2 separate regions of the Mus musculus genome follow, and region 1 is linked to region 2. Evidence: chromatin contacts called from public promoter capture Hi-C data. All regions are on one chromosome and are shown on one strand. The core of a region is the stretch at or near the end of the contact, and the rest is flanking DNA. Distances in the headings are between cores, read along the strand shown.

Region 1 (5,359 bases), core at 807-3,306, 1.3 Mb before region 2:
TGTACACCATATTTCTGAGGGGATACACATGGGCTCTGAGTAAAGAAAATGTTAAGTGCATACACACGCAGTCGACATTTAAAACTTGCCACAATTCAACATTTGGGAATGGCATTTTCCCTAAATAATCAAATCCACTTGGGATTATCTTATTTTATTCCTTTCAAAACAGAGTATGTTGTTTCACCAAGTGCTTCAAACACATTCCTGCTCCAAGGTACGCTCTGGAGGGGGGAGGGGATACATCTATAGATATAAAAGGTTATATGACCTCCGCGAGCTAATTATTAAATTCATTCCAACAAATCACAATTCAAATTGCATTTCTGGACACTAAGATTACAAAAGATCGCAGAACGTCAAATGTTTAAGGAATTACTTTTGTATCGAAATGAAGAAACATGGTATACTAAAACTAAAATCTCACGCAAGGTACAAGATTCGTCTGCTTTAAAGTTTGATAATCTTCTTTTTTAAAATGTTTAACCAACGTTAAGATAACAGTAATTAATCCCATTCAGGTACTGACTAGAAATCCCGCTGCTTCTTTGAGGTCTAACCACCTCATTCTTTTGTAATCCTGATATCAAAAGGATCAGAAACCACTTGCGAAGGCGTGCGACACACTGGGGAAGTGCTGTCTGTTTACAAATACGAATCTCACAGTTACCCACGTCAAAAGCGCGCAGTACCAGCACCTCTCGACTGGGGGGCGGGGGACAGAGACGGCGGGTGAGCAGGAAACGAAATCCACACAAACCTACCTCTGCTCCCTCCCGACAAGGACAAGCCCGGGGGATGGCGGGGAGGACACGCTGTGTGTGTGTGTGTTTACAAGTGTATATATACATACACATACACAGGGTGAAAGAAAGGCACACAATACAGACAAACACGCACTGGATCTAAGCGAAGGCTAGACCAATCCCGTTAACTCAGATACTCCTACCCCGTCTACAACAGGTTTCGGTGGCCGGACGGGCGCCCCAGCTTTCCCTAAGGTCGGCCCCCCAAAGCCCTCCTCAGGCCGCCCAGGCCGCCTTCTCGACTTCCCTCCTTCCCTCGGCTTTCCCCTGGGACACCAGAAGCCAGTTCCAGCCCAGGAGGAAGTGCCAGGCCCCGAGGGGGCGGCGGAGACGCGCTCCGGCGGCGCGGACACCTGCGAGGCGCCGCACCTGAAGGGGACAAGCTGGGGGCCCCCGGGCTCAGCGGCCGAGCACACCCCCTCGGCAGCCCGCGCAGCGCGGCGGCCCGCAGCCCCGTACCTGAGAAGCCCGCGAGCTACAGGCGCGCGCGACGCCTCCTCATCTCAGAGGCTCCGGCTCCCCCTCCGCCTCCCGCCGCCGCTGCCGCCCCCGTCGCCGTCGCCGCCGCCGCCGTCGCCGCCGCCGATGGAGGCCAGGACACGACGAGCTCAGGACTCCACCGCCATGTCCGCCGCGCCGCGAACTGCATTGTGGGGGGGAAGGGACGGGGAGGGGGAGGAGGAGGGAGCGAGAGAAAGAGGAGGACCCGCTGAGGGGAGGGGGCTGAGGGAGAGTGGCGCCCGGCCGAGGGGGGAGGGGAGTCGGAGGCTCTCCCCAGCCTGGGATCCCGATTGGGATGGGAGGAGATAGCCTCGGAGGCGGGGAGCAGAGCCTCCCAGAGCTGGGTTCAGGGGCTCCCTCTTCTTTAATTCTGGGGATCCCCCCCAAGCACCCGTCAAACCTCGGCGGAGGAGGGGGTAGACCGGGGGGCGTGGGGGGAGGGGCTTCGTTCCGGGGCTCGTGGCGGTCGCCCGGAAACAATGAGGAGGGGATGGAGGTGGGAGGACGGCGCGCACACACCCGCGCTGAGGAGGGAGAGCGGGCGAGCGCGCGCGGGCTCCGATCGGCGCCCGAGCTGGGGGCGGGCGGGCCCCCGAGGGAGAGAGGAAGGGAGGGAGGGAGGGAAAGGGTCGGAGCTACCCGCGGCTCGCTGGCTGGAGCGGGCCTGCAGGGAGAGAGAAAGAGAGAGAGAGGGTCCTGCGGTCCAGCACGCCGACGCCGGGAAGCGGCGCGAGGACGCCGGCGAGCTTAGGGTCGCGTGCACCGTCGCGCTTCTCACGTCAGGCTCCCTGGCTGCGGGCGCCTTGCCTGAGGCCCCCGGGCGGGAAAGGGGGCAGGTTGCCTAGCTGTGCCCCAGGGAGAGGCCGTAGATGTGCAGGCTCGGGCTTGTCACTGTCCGACAGCCCACGCATTTCTTGAATCCTCCGCGACCATTCCTGACTTCTGAGCACTGTCGAGCAGCTAGCAGGAGGGAGCCCCCCACCCCTTCACCCTTGCATCCAGTCCAGTTTTGCATCACCTCAGGACTAACAAAGCAGAGAAATCTTGAGAAATAGTTCGAAAACCATTTCTTTAGTTTCAGGTGGGCATAGAAACAACTACCAAGAACGGCTTCCCTCCTTCCTCCTTTTTTTTTTTTAAATGTGTTAGCTTCCTCTCATTTAAATTTACACTCATGGAAGACTAGAAGGCTTTGTTAGTTTATTTTAATGACACCCCCCCCCCCCGCCCTCAAGCCTCGAGATTATTATTTGACCAGTCTCCTACTTCACTCAGAGCTGGTCAAATCACACAACTGCAGTCCTTGAGGTGGATATTTACTAGGCAGAAAAAGTGTATGGCACTAAACGTGGGGTTTTATAAAGGGAAGCAGCTGAATCTTAAATATTTACAAGGTAATGACAAATTTTCTTGTGACTCACAGACCAGAGCTGCTAAGAGGCTACAGAGAGGCAATTGTCTCTGCAGAGTTCATCGACTTCCTGCTACATCCCAGAACTAAACACCTCTCACATGATATGTCCGTCAGAATCCCCAAAGCTGAACAAGCTTAGTGAGAAGGGACCAAGCATTGCCAACTTACTTCTAGGCATCGAGCTGAGGAGGCTTCATACACTTAACCACCTAATCTTCATAATGATCTTGTGACAATAGATACTATGGCTTCCATTTGCAGAGGAGAAAATATGCTCTGACAATCCCCTTCCCCCTGTCTCTGACTCCAGCAGACCCAGGAGCTGTGGATAGAGGGTAGCCAGTCAACCCTTCCAGCTTGGGGCGATTATCAAACTAATAAAAAATCCAGAGTTGCCTCATCTGAAACATTTTTAAATGTGTCCAAACTTCAGAGAGATAAGGTAAAGAACAGAAGAGGAAATGAAAGTGAAAACCGAATGTTAGGTGTGGTAGATTACAGCTGTAATATCAGCATTCTGGAAGCTGGGGCAGGATGATCACCAGGTCAAAGCCAGACTCTGTAGCCCAGGCTGGCCTCGAACTCAGAAAGCCGCCTGTCTTTGCCTTGATCTCTTTAAAAATAAAAAATAGACTTATAGCTTCCACAATAACATGTTCATTTTTTTGTTTTGGCTTTTTTGTTTCTTTTCCTTCTTTCTTTCTTTGTGGTGTTTGGGGGAGATTGGAAGAGCAGAGGACAGATATGAAGGAATGGGGAGAAGAGTGGGGTGGGGGCATATGATGTGAAATTCACAAAGAATTAATAAAATGTTTAAATAAATAAACGACTTGTATGGTGGAGTGGTGGAGTACACCATTAATCCCAGCAGGGGATAGGAAGGCGGGAGTAGGTGGATCTTTTGAATTTTTGGCCAATATGAAAAGGAGTTACAAAGCAGCCAGGGCTACCAAGTAAGACCTTGTCTCAAAAAACCAGGATTTGGGCAGATAGCAGCTCAATGTAACAGTACTTGCCTAGCATGTAAAGGGCTCCGAGTCTGATCCTCAGTGCTGGAAAGAGAATAATGAAAACGTAAAGCTGATAGACACACTTAAAAGGATTACCAACACGCTCCTCACTGATATTAATGTCATTGGACCAAATTCAACTGAACTCCTGATTACTTAGTATAAGCAAATCATAGTTCAGTGCCTAGACAAACTACACAGACTGCTGTTCAGAAATCTCACTGTTGAGCAAGGAAGGTAGTTTTATTAACCTGTAGTCAATAGAGCATATGACTATACAGAGAAACCCTGTCTCAAAAAAAAAAAAAAATAGAGCATATTAACAAAGAGTTAGGCAAATACACTAGAGAATGTGATAAATTCTATGTGGGCGAGCCTCCATCAGAAGAGATAGACCCTAGACCTTCAAGGATTACCTGTTTTGTGCCAAACACATGTTTATGATTCAGCAGACAACATTTAGTCTACAGTATGAAAATATTGAGTCTACAAGAAAGCTTCAGCCAGATGAGAAAGTCCTGTGTCTCCAGATAACTCCCTTTTCCTATTTTTCAAGATCCAACTCTTATTTAGTTGTTGTTATTGCTTAAGACGGGCTCTCTGGTAGCTCAAGCTGGCCTCCAGCTAGCCATGTAGCTGAGGATGACCTTGAACTCCAAGTCTTAGGATCACAGGTATGTACTGCCGTACCCCTTTATTCTTGTGTCCTTTACTAAATCTGATCACACAAACATCACACTCTCTCCAATCTCTGGATCCCAATTATTTTACCTGTCGGTCACCAATAGATTATAATCTTAAGCACAAATACTTATATTTGTATTGCACTGCCTCCATATTTGCTGAGTTGAATGCTTGGGCTGCCATACTCCTATTTATCATTACAACTAGATAATTCTGGTATTCTGACAGGAAGAATGAGGAAATACAGGGTTTAACCAATGCCAGCATTCATTAAATATATCAAAGACAGAACCTGAATGCCAGGTCTATGTTCTTTGCTTTGAACTACAGAGTACTGAAAAAATTACAAATCCCAGGCTGCTCTGTGAAAATACTCAGAGAACCTGTAATACTTTCAGGAACAGTCCCATGGTTGTAGTTAAGGCCTTAAATTTAGACTTCCCATCTAGATGTCCCAGGAACTCTGCTTCATCCTAAAAGGTGAAATTTTCTTCCAGCTAAAGTTTGATTCTGTCTACAAAATGAGAAGTAGAATTATCTAGTGAACCGATACTTTTATCTGTTATCTTCTTAGATAATGGGGCTATGTTATTCAGCTTCTATTAATAAAATGACATACCAGAAGTAGCTTACTTATGTAGAAAGGAGGTTTAGGGTTTGGAGTGTAGTTCAATATCAGACTGCTTGCCCAGTATGCTCAAAGTCCCGGTGTTTACTCTCTATCTCTGGGGGAAGGGGGTTACTTGGCTCACAATTTTGAGGTTCAAAGTTCAAGATCTGATGATGGTTTAGGCCTCTGTTGAGGTGAGACATAGTGTCACATGGTGGCAGAAAATTATGTAAGAGAACAGGCTTTCCTAGCTCCATCCAGAAATAGGACTAGGCTCGGGCATTTCTAACAGCCCTAGCAGAAAACCACTTCCTTTAATGCTACTGATCTTTCA
Region 2 (4,640 bases), core at 705-3,204:
TTATGTCCCCAGTATTCTGTCTTACTCTACAAATTTCCTAGGAAAGCCTTAAAAGAGGGAACCAAACATTAACATAACATAAAGCAAACCTCAGCCTAATTCTTGGCCAATTGGTTCGGGTAGAATCTTTTGATGATGCAAGCTTTACTGACTGACATCTAAAGAATTCCTCTTACTCCCTGAGGTGAGCAAGGCAAGCCTTACACCCGTGACCCCTGACCTCAGCCTCCAGCAGGCTGTAATTTACAGGTGTCCATGACCATCCCAGCTCTTCATTTCTCCCAACTATTTATTAATTTCTAACTTAGAAATTTTAAGGCTAGCCGGTGCTGCAAGCCTTTAATCCCTGCACTTGGGAGGCAGAGGCAGGAGGATTTCTGAGTTTGAGGCCAGCCTGGTCTACAGAGTGAGTTCCAGGACAGCCAGGGCTACACAGAGAAACCCTGTCTCGAAAAACCAAAAGAAAGAAAATTTAAGGCTAATCTCAGTACAATCTTGTGGCGCCGTTTATGTTTTGCTTGTAATTGATGACCCTCAGATGGGTAAGGGGGACAAAATGCTTGAAGGTACAGAATTTACACTTTTTAATATCAAAGACAGGAAAGCACTTGTCAATATGGAACATTCTAAAGTCACTGGGACTGCCATTCTAGTCACTTTGTACCTTTAGAAGGCAAAGAGGGAGAGCCACAATGGTTAAGCAAATAGCATACAGAAGACAAGGCCAAAAAAAAAAAAAAAAAAAACCACGCGCATCAGCGAAAGCCCTTACAAAGCCAGGTGGGGAGGGGCATAAACCCTAATTATATATGGAAAATGAGTGGGGAGAACCACCAAGCAATTTAGAATGTTGAGTAAACAGAATTCATAAGAAACTGGAAAACAACTTAAGAAGGCAGAATTAAAGGCTAGGCAGCGGCTGCGGGCAGGGACCAGGGTTAGGGATCGGTCTCTCCTCTAGCTACACAGTATAGGTTTTCCGTAGGACAGTAGAATTTCCTGATCCACTCCACGATTCCTTATCTTCTGCACTGAGTGACGTTTATTTTACTTTATTGTTTTTTGAAGACAGACCCCCCCCCCCCCAACCGCCGCCTCACAAAGGCATCCAGTCCCTTGCGGCAGCGTCTCACACACACTCAACACAGACAGGAAGTCCTCCCTTCCACGGTGTCTGGTAACTACTGAGGCTGACTTCACACTTCAGACCGCAAAGGAATTGTCAAGCTTTCTCCGACTCGGGGAACACAACGCGCTTCGTCCCAGAGAGGCGCGCCATCAACCCAGACTGGAAGGCACTATTTTGTGCACGCCTGCGTCCGCGCCATCCTCCCCACCCCCGCGCTGCTAGTTAGGTCAGGACCTCGCGTTCATCCTCCATCTACCCTAGCAAGCGATCGCCTCCCTGGCGGTCCCGCGGGCTCCCAAGGGCTCGCCGATTCCGCACATTTGTGTCCCCCCCCCCAACCCCCAGCCTATCGCCGAGACCTGCAGCACAAACTTCCGGCAATTTCCGCAGGAGCAAGGAAAACTGCAGCTGCACCGAGTGGGCAGCGGCTGAAGCACAGCTTCACCACTAGGGCCCCGGCGCTGACCCCGAGGTGGAACGACGCGAGCTGGGGCACCGAGGGATGAGGGGAACTCGGGACGGATGGGCCCTGCCTACCTTCGGGTAGGTGTGCAAGGGGTAGGTCAGCTGACAGGCCCGGTGACAGGACGCTGTGTCTCCCAGGACCGAGTCAAAGGCTTCGGCCGCTGCAGTCCCCGAGCCTCCGGCCAGCGCCATAGTCAACAGCAGCAGCGGCGGGAGCCCCAGTTGGGCCTGGACCCAAAGCTTCCCCTTTGGCGCCGCCATCTTGTTCCCCTCTGTCACAGCAGCTCGAATTGTTGCTGTTTTCTTTTCAGGCTTTCTCCTTCTTCCGGGCCAGCCCCTTTCCCCGCCCCTCCGGCCCGCGCTTCCGCCTCCGAGAGCTCCTCGGCCCCGCCCCGGTCCGCCCAATCGGCTGCCTCCTGGCCGGTCTCTGGGACGGAAAACCTCTCGTGGGCGGGCTTGGGGACCCGGCCGACCATCTCAGCCTTGGGCTCAGAGCCGCGCCTGCCCCTTTCTCCGTGCCAGGCCGACTGGGGCCAGTAGTTCTCGGCGGCTTGGAGCGAGCTGAGGGGTGTTGCTTCCCTCAACCACAGCTTCCGCACGCCTCGCAGTGCGTTCTGGGAAGTGTAGTTCCTGCGGGTCACCAGCGAGGAACTGGGCCCCGGAAGAAGTGTACAAATAGTTACAACGCGCGGCCCGGGTGGAGGTCCCGAGGAGTCAAGAGACCAAACAGCGTAGGCAGGCTGATTTTCCCGGTGGGTCTCACGTCGAGCTCTGATTGGATAAGCCCTTTCCAGGCCTCCTAGTGCTGGGGCCAAGGCCTTGCTCGTGGAAGGGTTGGGATTCTCTGACACACAACACTGGTTTCTGAAGCAGCTTCTGTATTGCGCCGGGGTCTGGAGATGGTTGTTGTGGGCCTTAGAGTAATTCTTAGGATTGGGGCTGCCGCGGAGTGGGTGTAAAGAGGGGTTCACTGAGCCCAGTGGAACCCTAACTTCATCACAACTCAACCTGAACTGGAAAAGGATTTCAGAAGTCACCCCATTACCCCGGGTAGTGGAATCCAACTCCCTCCCTAGCATGCCCCTCTGGATCTTAGGAACTTAACCCAGGAAGTAAACTTAATTATAGTTTCAGAAGAGATTTCCTCTTTCGAGAAGAAGTCTTATTTCCTGTAAATACCATCCAAAAGCCTTCATAATTCAGACGTGTTTAGAAAATCCAGTCGTGTCACTTCTGGGAATACACATCTCAACCTTAATAAAGTTTCACCCTGTTTCTTGAATAGAATACTCCTCAAGCACCTGAAGGTAGGCGGAGCCCCCAGCAATGGATAAATTCGTCATTCGAACGCCTAGGATCCAGAATAGCCCGAAGAAGAAACTCGGAGAAAAGGTTTACAAGCAAGCCACGATTGAGTCGTTGAAGGTGAGAAGGAATGTGGGGTCAGAGAAAATGTGCACAGGACTGTCATAAAGAGATAGGGCCAACAGGTTCCATTGTAGGGAATCATGACTTTTTGTTAAGCACCCTTCAGGGACCATTTTTCTTTCTTACATACCCTGTACAGACTTTTATCAGTTCCTGTACCTCTGCTACCCTGAATTAATCCAATTCTGGCTTTAGGGTATGGTTGCTAGCTGACAGGATCACTACCCCCCTTTGTTAAGTTTTTTCTTTTTAAGATGAATTTTTATTTATTTATTTTGGTTTTCAAGACAGGGTTTCACTGTGTAGCCCTGACTGTCCTGGAACTCACCTGTAGACCAAGCTGACCTAGAACTCAGAAATCCCCCTGCCTCAACCTCTCAAGAGCTGGAATTAAAGGCTTGTGCTACTATTCCTGGCCAAGATTTATTCTTATGTGTGTCTGTGTCTGTGTGTGGATATGGTCACTAGTGGCTTTGGCTCTCTTTGGAGCTGTAGTGATAGTGATTGTGCACTACCTAAAGTAGAAATTTGAGGTCCTGGAAACTGAACTAAAGTCCTCTGCAAGAGCAGTATGTGGCAGGAATTCTAGTAGAATCATTGGATCTAGGGAAAACATTAGGATGAAATAGCTGTTGTTCACTCTGTCTAGGGTAAACATCAGAATGAGTGGCTGTGTTCTAGAAGTACTTGGACCTTTAAGAAATCAAGCTGACAGCGATTGTTTTCTGTTAGCTATAGACTTGTTTTTCTGAAGGAGCTGTACAGCCTTTGGTCACAAGACAATTCTGGGACACTTAGAACATCCTGCATTATTGAGCATTGCAAACAGTACACTATAAAGGCTAAACTTGCAGGGGTGTGATGTTTTCCTTCACAAAACATCTCTCCAGCCCTGTTGTTTTTGCTTTTGCATGGCTTTTTGTGGTTCGGTCCACAGAGGCTGGACCTCCTCCTGCCAGCAAGGCCTTAATATGTCCTGCAGTGTCTCTCTTTCTCCAAATGACCTGTGAGACTCAGAACACCGACAGCAACACCTGCTCTCAACCACCCCTGAGCCATCATCTCTCCATCCGAAAAGTTTTTCTCAGGTATATTAATTTTTTAAGTAGGATTCTATATACCAGTGGGTAAAATGACCCTTTCACAGGGGTTACCTAAGACTATTGGGAAAAGACAGATATTTATGTATTTACAATCATACCAGTAGCAAAATTGCAGTAATGAAGTAGCAATGAAAATAACTTTATGGTTATTATTTATGGAGATCAACCCAGCATGAGGAACTGTATTAAAGGATTAGGAAGGTTGGGAGCCACTGCTCTAGACAGACCTAGTGCAGTGTGAATGGTGATGCTTTATAGTGGTCCGACACCTTATATGTAGTGTTTTGGCCAGAATTGTAGCACAGGGCTTCATGACTCATGGCTCCACAGGCCCACCCTGGACCACAGAGACTTAAATGTGCTGTTTGCTTGCGGGAACTAAGCTTGATTTTAACTAGTTAGGAAGGGGCAAGGACTATTTACAAATAATCAGTCAAGCACACCGGTAGCCTTGCACTTAGAGGGCTAAGGCAGAAAGATGGAGCGTGCCGGGCATGATGGTGCACGCCTTTAAT

The links. Promoter capture Hi-C pulls out the DNA fragments that hold promoters and counts their contacts.
Region 1: a contact with region 2 is called in a promoter capture Hi-C map of liver, with 4 times the contacts expected there. The contact joins the promoter of Tut4 here to the promoter of Tmem59 in region 2. A contact is called at or near these places in 3 of 39 promoter capture datasets (cranial neural crest, liver and pre-B cells) and 1 of 115 datasets of contacts at active chromatin or transcription factors (pancreatic cancer cells).

What each region holds. Positions count from the first base shown.
Region 1 is chr4:108,456,107-108,461,465 of GRCm38.p6, reverse strand. It overlaps Tut4 (terminal uridylyl transferase 4), which reads right to left and starts at 2,056. Exons shown (of 31, transcript NM_175472.4): 1 at 1,827-2,056; 2 at 1,266-1,449.
Region 2 is chr4:107,175,944-107,180,583 of GRCm38.p6, reverse strand. Tmem59 (transmembrane protein 59) reads right to left here and starts at 1,954. Exons shown (of 8, transcript NM_029565.3): 1 at 1,667-1,954. The coding sequence starts at 1,855. It overlaps Tceanc2 (transcription elongation factor A (SII) N-terminal and central domain containing 2), which reads left to right and starts at 2,218. Exons shown (of 5, transcript NM_025617.2): 1 at 2,218-2,346; 2 at 2,880-3,019. The coding sequence starts at 2,921.